Linked DNA regions of Mus musculus: all the other regions are linked to region 3. A link is a contact called in public Hi-C, HiChIP or PLAC-seq and promoter capture Hi-C data. All regions are on one chromosome and are shown on one strand. The core of a region is the stretch at or near the end of the contact, and the rest is flanking DNA. Distances in the headings are between cores, read along the strand shown. Region 1 has its middle 54 kb from the start of Gm32531. Region 2 has its middle 190 kb from the start of Gm32531. Region 3 holds the start of Cdh11 (cadherin 11). Region 4 has its middle 150 kb from the start of Gm32531.

Evidence for each region. Promoter capture Hi-C pulls out the DNA fragments that hold promoters and counts their contacts. A called contact is a pair of places that touch in the nucleus more often than the background predicts. HiChIP or PLAC-seq counts read pairs in DNA pulled down with a chosen protein or histone mark.
Region 1: a contact with region 3 is called in a Hi-C map of tail fibroblasts, with 5 times the contacts expected there. The contact joins the enhancer-like site here to the promoter of Cdh11 in region 3. A contact is called at or near these places in 5 of 39 promoter capture datasets (the 3T3-L1 cell line, 3T3-L1-derived adipocytes, hippocampal neurons and 1 more), 4 of 484 Hi-C or Micro-C datasets (the 3T3-L1 cell line, embryonic fibroblasts, nephron progenitors and 1 more) and 6 of 115 datasets of contacts at active chromatin or transcription factors (the NIH/3T3 cell line, VIP interneurons, craniofacial prominence and 3 more).
Region 2: a contact with region 3 is called in a promoter capture Hi-C map of second pharyngeal arch cranial neural crest, with 8 times the contacts expected there. The contact joins the enhancer-like site here to the promoter of Cdh11 in region 3. A contact is called at or near these places in 7 of 39 promoter capture datasets (the 3T3-L1 cell line, cranial neural crest, frontonasal cranial neural crest and 3 more), 7 of 484 Hi-C or Micro-C datasets (the 3T3-L1 cell line, adipose-derived mesenchymal stem cells, cerebral cortex and 3 more), 3 of 115 datasets of contacts at active chromatin or transcription factors (embryonic limb bud, forebrain and neural progenitor cells) and 1 of 9 other capture datasets (pancreatic islet).
Region 4: an H3K4me3 HiChIP or PLAC-seq map of embryonic limb bud shows a contact between it and region 3, with 2.8 times the contacts expected there. The contact joins the enhancer-like site here to the promoter of Cdh11 in region 3. A contact is called at or near these places in 5 of 39 promoter capture datasets (the 3T3-L1 cell line, embryonic stem cells, frontonasal cranial neural crest and 1 more), 3 of 484 Hi-C or Micro-C datasets (adipose-derived mesenchymal stem cells, embryonic fibroblasts and uterus) and 3 of 115 datasets of contacts at active chromatin or transcription factors (craniofacial prominence, embryonic hindbrain and embryonic limb bud).

The regions. Positions count from the first base shown.
Region 1 is chr8:103,215,898-103,218,885 of GRCm38.p6, forward strand. No RefSeq gene overlaps it. Among named protein-coding and RNA genes, the nearest start is that of Gm32531, 54 kb to the right of the region's middle. Within about 2 kb of position 1,679, at least 5 of the 459 cell types and tissues checked have an H3K27ac peak or open chromatin away from gene starts, as enhancers often do. A contact at or near this core is called in tail fibroblasts, where this site is marked.
Region 2 is chr8:103,077,431-103,080,130 of GRCm38.p6, forward strand. No RefSeq gene overlaps it. Among named protein-coding and RNA genes, the nearest start is that of Gm32531, 190 kb to the right of the region's middle. RefSeq lists an enhancer at 1-1,561. Within about 2 kb of position 1,316, at least 10 of the 459 cell types and tissues checked have an H3K27ac peak or open chromatin away from gene starts, as enhancers often do. A contact at or near this core is called in embryonic limb bud and second pharyngeal arch cranial neural crest, where this site is marked.
Region 3 is chr8:102,783,550-102,786,378 of GRCm38.p6, forward strand. It overlaps Cdh11 (cadherin 11), which reads right to left and starts at 1,562. Exons shown (of 13, transcript NM_009866.5): 1 at 1,347-1,562.
Region 4 is chr8:103,124,408-103,127,250 of GRCm38.p6, forward strand. No RefSeq gene overlaps it. Among named protein-coding and RNA genes, the nearest start is that of Gm32531, 150 kb to the right of the region's middle. Within about 2 kb of position 1,389, at least 5 of the 459 cell types and tissues checked have an H3K27ac peak or open chromatin away from gene starts, as enhancers often do. A contact at or near this core is called in adipose-derived mesenchymal stem cells, where this site is marked.

The DNA of each region.
Region 1 (2,988 bases), core at 429-2,928, 430 kb after region 3:
AAGAAAAATGTAAATATCTCTAGACCTATGGCTGTTCCCTAGAATGCCAGGCTAATATGTAGAGCTGAGCTTTCAGGTCTTCTGTCTAGTTGAGCTACCTTAGGTGGAGGGAGGTGTCTATATCTATTGTTCACAGTTTTGAGAGTAGGACCAAGACTCAGGGTGAACACGGACTTTAGTGGTCAGCACAGAGCAAGGAGAGCTAGTTTGACTTAAGCTATCCACTGCCCAGAAGTATAACTAGACCACTAAGAGAAACCATCTCCAGCCCAGGCTGGCATGATGCTCCAGGGCTCTTCTAGCTGACACTTAGACCCAAGTAGAATTGAGGCATCTAATGCTCCCATGATATACAGAGAGGAAAAGCAATTGATCATGGGGCCTAAAGTTTCCCTGCCTTTCCCCTAATGGCTCAGTGAAGAGGCAGAGAATGAACGCCATTAGGGGGAGAAGTAGACACAGAATAGTTTAATGGTTAAATCTTATCCATTCCACTGGGATATCCAGTAGAGCTGTGCTTTTTCATTTTTTTATGTCATGATACTGTGGGTCTTTATTTATAAATTTATGACTCACATAATATATACATATATTTATAATTATAAACTTGTGTATAGGTTCTCATTATGAAGCCCAAGTTGGCATCACACTTGCAATCTCCCTCCTCATCCTCATACACATTGGGATTGTAGGTGTGAGCTACCTTGTCTAGCTGCTGTGACTCTTGCAAACAATCTTCCTTGTACTACTTTTCTATACCTGTCACCCTCTAGCCCTGTTTATATGCTCCATATTCTCATGAAAAGCTTCCATTATCTACTTTCATTTTAACTAGCATTTACTAAAAACCCATTTACATTGAGTAAGTGGTTCCCTGGAATGTCCTATATAGATTGCATGGTATGAGGATTACTCTTACCCAAATTCCCATTCTGGAAAAGTGAGTGATGCCCTATAGATGCAAAAAATAATAATAATAATAATAATAAAAGAGGCCACCTTGATTAGGACAGCATCATCAGATCTATATTCCACTCATGCCCACCCTAGACAGACCAAGGAGGTAGGAGAAAACACATGGGGGCATCTCTGCCTAGTTACATTCTAAAAAAATCTACGCTGGATTCTATGTCTTGCCTTCAGAATCCAGGGTTGATCAGATCTCTTCCCTGTGTGCCCTGTTTCCCAGTCCATCCCCTTTCCCCAGTGCCTGTCCATGAACTACCATGCACAGCACACTCAGTCAGTAATATGTATTGCCAAAACAGTTGAATGCACAATCAGGAAATTCCTTCAGTGCCTTCAAGTTTTCTATGGAAGAGTTCTCTGACCCTCAGGATTTAAATTCTTAAAATCTTTTTAATCTTAAGCCAATAAGAAAGTTTTGAAATATGTAATAAAACACTGTGTGCAAAAAATATTATATATCTGTACCCCTGTCATTTCTCCAGCCAGGCCACTTGCTGCTTCTCTTTTTCCTGCCTTTCAAGTCTCTTGTTTCATTTCTAAATACATAGAGCAACCTCTTATCTTTTCATCTACTATCTTTTCTCCCTTTTTCTCTAGTTAAACACTCCTTTGTGCTTTTACTTGCTGTTTCTTTTATATCCATGCCATCTGTGGAAGGCTCTCTCTCTCTCTCTCTCTCTCTCTGACTCACTCTCTGTCTCTGTGTCTATCTCTGACTCACTCTCTATCTCTGTGTCTCTCTGTCTTTGACTCACTTTCTCTGTGTCTCTGTCTTTCTCTGACTCACTCTCTGTCTCTGCATCTCTGTCTCTGCCTTTCTGTCTCTGTCTCTGTCTCTGTCTCTGTTTCTCTCTCTCTCTCTCTCTCTCTCTCTCTCTCTCTCTCTCTCTCTCTCTCTCTCTCTCTCTCTCTCTCTCTCTCTCTCTCCAGTGTACAGTAAGTACTCAGATGAATCATCTCAAAGGTCTCTCAACTATTGCCCTCTGTAGTGTCATGATTCTATGTAGAGTCAAACATCATCTATTATGAAGAGATCTCTATGGAACTCTTGACAATAAGTTCCTAGAGCATGCTCAATAAATACATATTAATGAATAAAATGAATCTATGGTTATTTGATATTTGGAGGTGAGCAATTCTAGAATATAGAAGCTGTGAGTATTTAAATATTCACATCTCAGTCTATAGCTCACCCTCTTCTTCAGACAGCAGGGCAGATTCATGATAACATTTTTGCTCACTTCCCAATATGCCTTTATCTGCAGACTTTAACTGGGCCATGTCAGCACCCCTGAGAAGGATAAAGAACTTTTAGGATGGGTAAGTTTGAAACACTGACTTTGTTTACAGAGCAGGAGGATTGTACTGGGTATCACACCACTGAACTGCAATCACTTTTGGATAATTTGAAATTTCTTCAACAGTCCACGCACAGCACAAGAACATTCTGTTAAAAGTCTGTATCTCACTCTATGGCAATTAGGAAATTTGTATTCTGGGGAAGATTTTAGTGTAGGAACGCATAGCTGGATCAACAGTCAGACACCTTACACTGTGTTCATTAATGTACCCACCTATCTTGCATTCATCCTCCAATCCTTGCTTTCTTGCACTGAATTTATCCATCTTCCAGGCCCTAGCATTCAGGATCTATCAATTCATCTATCTAATCACTTCCTACTTCTCCATCCATTTGCATTTCTCAGCATCTGAACTTTTCCCCTAAAACCCACACTAGTTACTTTGTGGACTGTACAAATGGACATTCAGAACACTTCCAACCTGTCACTAAGGATTCAGACCAAATTAGAAATAAAGGTGACAGTCAAGGAGAATGGGAGAAAGTACCTGAACCTCTTCTCATTTACTACATCCCAGGCTCCCACCATGGCTTCATGAGGGCTCCTTACCACATTACTGTCACCTGAGCCAAAAGTTTCACACGTATATTTCTCACCGTTATGTATGTTTGGTATATACCATGTCAGCCATTTAAAATGTCTACCGAAAGAGCTGCTG
Region 2 (2,700 bases), core at 66-2,565, 290 kb after region 3:
GAAAGACAAACAAGAGGGCTATAAGGTCAGAGCATCCACCAGCCCATTGGAGGTTGAGGGACATGGATAGGATCCCAGTGAGTAACACCTAACTTCAAATGACAGAGAAACAGCTTTCATCTGAGATGTGCTTCCTGCATGCCAGACACTGGGAGGGGCTTTTACTTTCAGTGATGACAGAAGCCTTCAAATGTGCCATGTTCTTATCCTCCTTCTAAACACATGGAAACTGGGAATTAGGAATATCCAGTATGCAATAGTGAAGACAAGGTGGAAACCAGGCCTAAACATAATCCATTGGCATAAAGTAAGCAGTGGAAGGGACTGTGATTAAATTGTTGGTTTCAAATCAAAATATTACAATAGCAGATGTGTTAACTTAAAATAAATCCAGCTGCATGTAGAAATATTCAAAGACCTGCAAGCATAGCATCTTCACCCAAATTTAGGGATAAGAGCTTGGGCCAAAATAATACTACCTCCACCCGTAAATTGGTCGAAACGCTCGTGCTCTAGGCAGAAGCAGGAGATGAATAATGCATATGCATCAGAGAACACATTAGCACTTACACTATCCAAAGGACCTGTTTTTATATCATTTGACTTTTCTTCTCTCCCCCTGTAATTACTTCATTTCAGCAAAATCACACTGTATTATGATTTAACAACTGAAACAGTCACTTAAGCACTGATATTTTGCAAGCACCTTTCCAACATTTCTACCAACAATCTGGGCTCCAAAGAGAAGAGAGTGAATGATCGCTTCGGGGCTCAACTCCACTATGTAGCAGCGCGCAGCCATCCATTACAGAAGTTCCGGTGCTTAAATTCTGCCCTGGTTATCATTCTGCCCCCGTTCCTATGCTGTTAAGAGATGTCAAGGTATGATTATTATAGGGCTAAGAGGGGAAGAGGTTGTCTTTCTTTTTTTTTAATCATAGAGAAACTGGAGTGGTGTGGAGATATTTGAACTGTACACTGTAATCATCCCCCTTCCAGAAAACTGGACCTTGTCCTCTGCAAGCTTCTTTCTTCCTGAGTCTCTACCTTCTAGATGGGGAGAGAAAAATGCATCCCGAAACTTCAAGATAAAATGCAAACCCCTAATTGTTCCCATGTTTCCTGTAGATTGGAAATTCCTGCCAGTGTTTCCTTGACATGAAAGCCTCGTTAACTCAGCACATGTAAATAATCAAATGTACCTCGTGGCCAGTAAGTGTTTCCTTTGTAAAATGCCTATCTACTAACTCTAGGCAGTGAGTACAAATAGTGGTTTGTACTTACAGAATTACACACTCTTGTTTCTGGAAGGAATCTTATAAAGTGTGTCTGGGTTTCAGGATTTGATAACTCAGAGGCCTGGAGCCCAGATGGGGAATATGAACTGCCCAAGCTTGCAAGATAAAACATGAGCTTTGTGAATGTATAAGCTGCTGTTGTTTCAACTCGGCTGCACTGACTTAACCTAAATTAGCCTTTCATTTTGTACTAAGCAGTGTGTCCCCTCACTTTCAAATCAAAAGCATAATCAATCATAATTTGCAAGGCACACATTTTGAGAAGTAGGAAATGAAATTCCCCAATGCAGTCACATTTAAATTTGCTGAGAGCCACTGATTTGGGAAGAGGAAACTCTTAAAGTGTAGGTCACCAACATGAATGCTGGTTAAAAACCTTGTCAACTGAATGGAATCTACAGTTGCAGTCAGCATTTTTTTTTTCATAAAGAGCCAGAGGCTACATATTTTAGGTTTTTCATATTGGAGCAACTATTCATGTCTGCCTTGGTACCAGCAGAGCAGCCATGGACAACATAGGAACAGCTCTGTCTGAGTTCCAATAAAATTTTATGATTTAATATACTTTCACCTGCTATAAAATCTTTTAATTTTTTTTTCTTTCCATTTTTTATTAGGTATTTAGCTCATTTACATTTCCAATGCTATACCAAAAGTCCCCCATACCCACCCACCCCCACTCCCCTACCCGCCCACTCCCCCTTTTTGGCCCTGGCATTCCCCTGTTCTGGGGCATATAAAGTTTGTGTGTCCAATGGGCCTCTCTTTCCAGTGATGGCCGACTAGGCCATCTTTTGATACATATGCAGCTAGAGTCAAGAGCTCCGGGGTACTAGTTAGTTCATAATGTTGATCTACCTATAGGGTTGCAGATCCCTTTAGCTCCTTGGGTACTTTCTCTAGCTCCTCCATTGGGAGCCCTGTGATCCATCCATTAGCTGACTGTGGGCATCCACTTCTGTGTTTGCTAGGCCCCGGCATAGTCTCACAAGAGACAGCTACATCTGGGTCCTTTCGATAAAATCTTGCTAGTGTATGCAATGGTGTCAGCGTTTGGATGCTGATTATGGGGTGGATCCCTGGATAAGGCAGTCTCTACATGGTCCATCCTTTCATCTCAGCTCCAAACTTTGTCTCTGTAACTCCTTCCAAGGGTGTTTTGTTCCCACTTCTAAGGAGGGGCATAGTGTTCACACTTCAGTCTTCATTTTTCTTGAGTTTCATGTGTTTAGGAAATTGTATCTTATATCTTGGGTATCCTAGGTTTTGGGCTAATATCCACTTATCAGTGAGTACATATTGTGTGAGTTCCTTTGTGAATGTGTTACCTCACTCAGGATGATGCCCTCCAGGTCCATCCATTTGGCTAGGAATTTCATAAATTCATTCTTTTTAATAGCTG
Region 3 (2,829 bases), core at 312-2,811:
AAAGATTTCTTGAAGAAAAAAAAAAAATGAAGGGGAGACTTTTAGACAAATCTCTACCCTCCTGCAGTGCCAGGCTTTCATTAACAAACCCACTCCCAGCCCTCAGGGACGACCCTCCGTCATGCAGAAACGGCACCGTTAAATAATTAGAAGATGCAATTTCTTCATAGCAGTGCGATAGCCCGTGAAATTCCTGCTGCATTATTAACAAAAAGCAACAGGGCTTCTTCGAACATCTAGCGAACCTTTCACCCGCTGAAGGCAGGAGTGCGGAGCCCGGGTGAAATCCGGGCCTTGGCAAGAGAGAGAATAGGAAGCCTCCTGGGTCCCACTTTCTCCGGGGACCAGGAGCGAAAAGACCCTGCCAAGGCTAGGCTGGGTTGCGAGGGGAATTGGATGCTCCCGCAGCCTCCAGCTTCCCGCTGCTCCTTGCTCTCAGCACATCCCGGCTGGGAGGCCAAGCACAGGGAGGGAGGCCGATTGTGAGGAAACAGTGGAGGCTTGGAGCGCTCCGAGAGGAGGCGCAGGCTTTCCGGGAAGGTTTGATTCTCAAAGTTAACATTGACCCTAGAAAGCTTCCTCCAGTCCAAGCCCGAGTCTAGTCTGAGTCTGAGCCGCTCACAGAGCATTCCCTGCATCACTGGGAGGTTAGGATAGGTGACTGAAGTCCCCGAAAAGGCGGGGGCTGGAGGGGCTAGCTCACACCGCAACCCCCAGCCTCTGAGCCGCAGTCCACAGCCCCCGACCCACACTATCAAAGTGCGGCCAATCCAATCGCCGCTCCCTCCCGGCCGCCGGCTATCTTCTGGGCTTCGACCGCACTCTCTACACAGGCACCGGGTCTAGGGGAGCTCTTTAGGAAGGCGCGGGAGGATCCCCTCTAGGAACCCCGCAGAGAGCGATCTTGTCTGGGGAACAGGCGCAGCGCGGGCGGGCACCGCACAGGGGTCGACTTTCCCTAGAGACATCACGGGAGCAGTCTGCGTGTCCAGAGCTCCGCTCTGCAGTTCCTTGCCCCAACCCAAAGCAATCCCCCTGTGCTGAAGCCTTGGTGCAACAGCCCCTCACCCCGGGGGGGGGGCAACAATCAAAGAACCGGGGAGCGCACATCTGGCGCCTCAAACCCCTGCTCTGCCTGCGTCCACAGCAGGCTGCCTCCCTTTTCTCTGATTTTTAACCTCACCCCCCCCCCAAAAAAAAGCCCTTCTGCTTTGCTTTACTGATCTCCATCAGCCAGCAACCTCCCCCTTCCGCAACAGTCTCTTTCAGAAGCAATTCTTTCCCCTTTCTGCCTACTCCGAGAAGCCCCATCTAGATAGGGTCTAGAGCCGAGCAGAGCGCCTCACCTGGGGCCGTTGCGGGTGGACACGACCTCCTGGCCGGCTGTCCCTGGCACGGGGCGAGCGCAGCGGTGTCAGCCCGGGCCCCGGTCCGAGTCCCATTCACAAGTCGGCGGCGGCTGCGAGCGGCCCCCGCGGCATCTGCTCCTCGGCCCGCGACGCTCCCCTCAGCTGGCGGCGGCCGCGGAATGAGCCGCGGAGCGCGCTAGTGGCAGGAATGAGAAACCGGGGGGAGGTGGCGGGCAGGCGGGCGGGTGAGGGGGGAGGAGGAGGGAGGCCGACGCTGGGAGGGAAAGGGGGGCGGAGAGGAACCGAGGCTGCTAGACGCCGAGAATTGGGCCTGGAGGAGGCGATGGATGCCTACCCTGTCGGCGCTCCTCCCCCCCTGGGGCCCCGAGAGATGCCAAACCCAGGAATAGGTGGCCTGGCCGCCCCTCCTGCCCTGGGTCGCAGCGCTCCGTCTCCTGTGGGGGCTCAGACACAGTCTGGAGCGACTGAAGTTGGGCTCCGGGGATACACAGCCAATCAGGAAGGACGACGGAGGGAAGCTGGAGAGGGCTTGAGAGCCCCCATTTTCCTCTTTTCCTGAAATCCGCTCCAGCTGGACAAGCTAGGGCCTCAACCGGCCCGCCGGAGGATGGATTGGATGGAAGGCATTGCCCAAGTAGGGGAGGCAATCCGGAATTAGGGAGCGCATTCTAGGCTTTATCAGTTAGCACTCTGAAAATATCTCCACGTTGACCACTCCTGCCCAGTGCCCTCTCCCACGAACCTTCAGCATCCCGGTATCTATCCTTTGAGAAATCCGCTTGCGGGGAAATCGGTGAAGACACTAGACAGGGGCATTCGGACTTGAGAAGAATAGAGTTTTTCCTCAATGTTGTTCTACCCTACATGCAAAGCCTTCTTTAGGGTCAGCCCCACCAGGACAGAGTCTCTAGCTTCTGTTCCAGCCAATTACAAGCAACACCCCCATCCGGCAGTTTCACTTGTTGCCTCCCAGAATGGACACCACAGAGCCCCTCAAGGCCCCAAAGAGAATGCCATTCGACCAGAGGATGGGCCTACGTGAAGAATACCCGCACCCTGACTCAGCCCCCTGTTTATATCTTTCTCACGAGAACCCAGCAAAGGATACCCCAACCTGATTCCTGTCCACTTTACAGTGTCTGGGCAGAAGAACTGGATCTTCAAAAAAAAAAAAAAAAAGCGCCAGGGACTGGGCGGGGCGGGGCGCTCTTCCTACCTAGAGCAGCGTGGGGACCCGCACCGTGACTGGGAACTAAGGATCCATGCTTCAGTGGGGACCTTGGATTAGGACAAGTTTCCAGTCTGGAAGATGTTAGAAAGAGCAGAAGTAGAGTTTCCAATGGGCGAAGGATAAAAAGGGATTTTTTGAGGAAAGTCGCGGTGGCTTGGGAGTGGCGACCTCAGGAAAAGAACAATAAAATGACAAGGGACAAAAGCTGGACTATGCAGCAGAAGCAGG
Region 4 (2,843 bases), core at 139-2,638, 340 kb after region 3:
TGGATCTAAATTGATGTTTCTGGACTCAGTTGAATAATTATCATTAATTCATCCATACTTAAAGTAAATGTTAAGTTACTGAGCCAATAGGTCACACTTTCTTTTGAAGACGGGATTATATGTATCCTGAGCTAGCCTCTAATTCACTATGTAGCCACAGATACCTTTAAACTTCAGATCTTCCTATCTCCACCACCCAAGTGTTAGAATTAGAGATGAGCACTAAAATTCCTGATTTTCTTTTTCTTTTCTTTTTTTTTTTCTTTTTTTTTTTTTTTTTTTTTTTTGGTGCTGGGGATTGAGTCTGGGGTTTCTGGCATATGCTAACTGAGCTACATCTAATAATTGAGTTACATCTCCAGCCAGGAGATAATTTTAATAAGGATATTGTTTCCAGATATAGGAGGATGTGTGAAGAGTTTCATAAAGAAGCAAAATTTCAAATTTATCTCCCTGAATTCTTCTTTGTCAGTTGGATGAGAGTAAGTCCAGGATATTGTAATTTTAACAAGTATTGAAGCTGATTCTATTTCTGAAGTAAGGAACAAACACAGACTGGTAGAAGTTCTTTCTAATATTGGAATATTATTATTTACCATGGTTCAGATCACTTGATGAATAATTTGTATTGTCACATTAATTCTTTAGAGGTATGTGCCATTATATTACTGTGCAATTCCCATTGGTCAAAAACTAGAAACAAAAATTTGCAGATATTTTTAATTCTGGAAAATATGTATCTAGCTACTGCTAACATCAAGGACTAAACATTCTTATCACTCACTGGGTTTCCTTCTTTCTATGCGCAGCCACCATAGAACTCACTATTACCCACTATTTCCATATTTATCTTCACATCCCAGTGGTGTGTGTGTGTCTTTCTCCATTGCACTCCGCCTTATGTTTTGAAACAGGGTCTCTCACCGATTTGAAGTTTACAATTAACCTTATCATGGTTTGCTAGCAAGCACCAGGTACTTGGCTGTGTTTACCTCCCTCCCCAAAAGACTGCGTTACAGACACACACCACCACACCTGGCTTTTAAGCAGAAGCAAGAGATCCATATTTTTGTCTTCATGCTCCACAGCGAACACTTTCTCTGCTGAGATGTCTCCCAATGGCCAGATTCCACTTTCACCCGTTACTGAAGTTCACTGAAGTCGGATAAGAGGGCATATGCTCTCAAAGCTCACGCATGCTCAGAATTACATCTCGGCAAGTCATCCATGATGTGATCCGGGGCTCATTATGCCTCTTCAACATCTTCCCTTACCCTCCCCGCCCACCTCCATGAAAGTGCTGCTCCTTAGCAAGATCTAGAGTAGCCTAGAGGGGCTGACCTTTCTGCTTCTTGAAAACCATGGCACACAGCCCACACGTTCCAGGCTGACTCACTGAACAAGTTTTCAAATGTGACCTTTGGGACATGATGCCTCATCTGACACAAGCACATGTTTTCCTCTCCCGGCCAATATTTTACATTCTGTGCTGAGAGGAGGCACGCAGGGGGATACATGTTCTAGCCACCATCTATAATTAAAGATGACATTTTTTTTTCTGAACTTGAAAAATAAACAACCTGCAGAAGGAATCAAGGCAGATAGCACCATTGATGAAATAAGCAGGGAGAAAGGAGCTTGCCATTTAAAATCATATACTCCTTAAATTACATTTGTAATTCAGCGTGTCATCTGTTATTCAGCCAATTTTATAGAAATTACAGAGAGATTCATTCCTAATTAAGAATTATCTGATGGTTGGGCTTGACCTAGTTAAATTCTTATCTTTATGACATCAATCTTTTATAATGCTTCCAGAAGCCTTGGCAAAAGCTCCCGTTTTATAAGTAAAAATTAATTAATTGGGACATTAAATCTGAAAGATGCTTTTATCTTTTCCCTGGTTCATGCCTTCACAACAGAAAGCAATAATTAACAGTTTTATTCAAATATATAAAATATTTCATTGAAGATTCCTACCCACTTTAAGTACTCCAAGCATCAAATGAGGTGGTATCTAGATCTCTGTAAATGAAAGGAAGCTCGTATGCAAATAGTCTACTGAGAGCATATTCTGCATATTCTTTGGTCATCATTGCTTCTAGGATATGACATGTTTGTCTTTTATAAAGGTACTATTTACCCCCTACTAATGTCAAGGCCTAAAACATTTTCATTACTTATTGGGTTTTCTTATGCTCATGCCCAGTCAACATTAAACTCACCATTAACCACTATGTCCCTATTTCTCATCACATCACATCTTCAAGTGTGGTCATCTGTCCGTACAGACACCCACACCTGGGTTGGATGTTTTCCTCCATAACTCGCTACCTTATGTTTTGAGATAGTGCCCATTGTGGGGCCAAGTATGCTACCAAAACTAAGTATGGTTTCTAAGTCAGTATAATTTGGTTGTGTGGGTGGAAACTGTCTAAATATTGTTCAGCTTTTTTCCTGGAAAATTTTCCTAGATAAACTCACATAATTTGACTTCCTTGAAAGTAAATATTTAACCTGTATTGAAATTATGACCTGACTTCATTGGCATGAGTTATTATTGAATTTGCTTACCCATATATGTCCCAGTGGTTTGTCATCTCAATCATCACTGCCTTAAGCATGATGTGTTTAGAAGAGAACAGTTAAGAAAGCCACATAAACTTCAGGTAGTAACAGTATTCATAGTGGTTTGAATGATTTAACTTGGCCAAAATCATTTGGTCAGTCTAAGAAGAAGCCTTAAAGAATGGGGCTAGAGCTTTGCAGTATTTGAACATGTTATTAAATAACCGACAAAAAATGTTTATAGTAAATAGTCTGATATTTTCAGAGGGATTAAT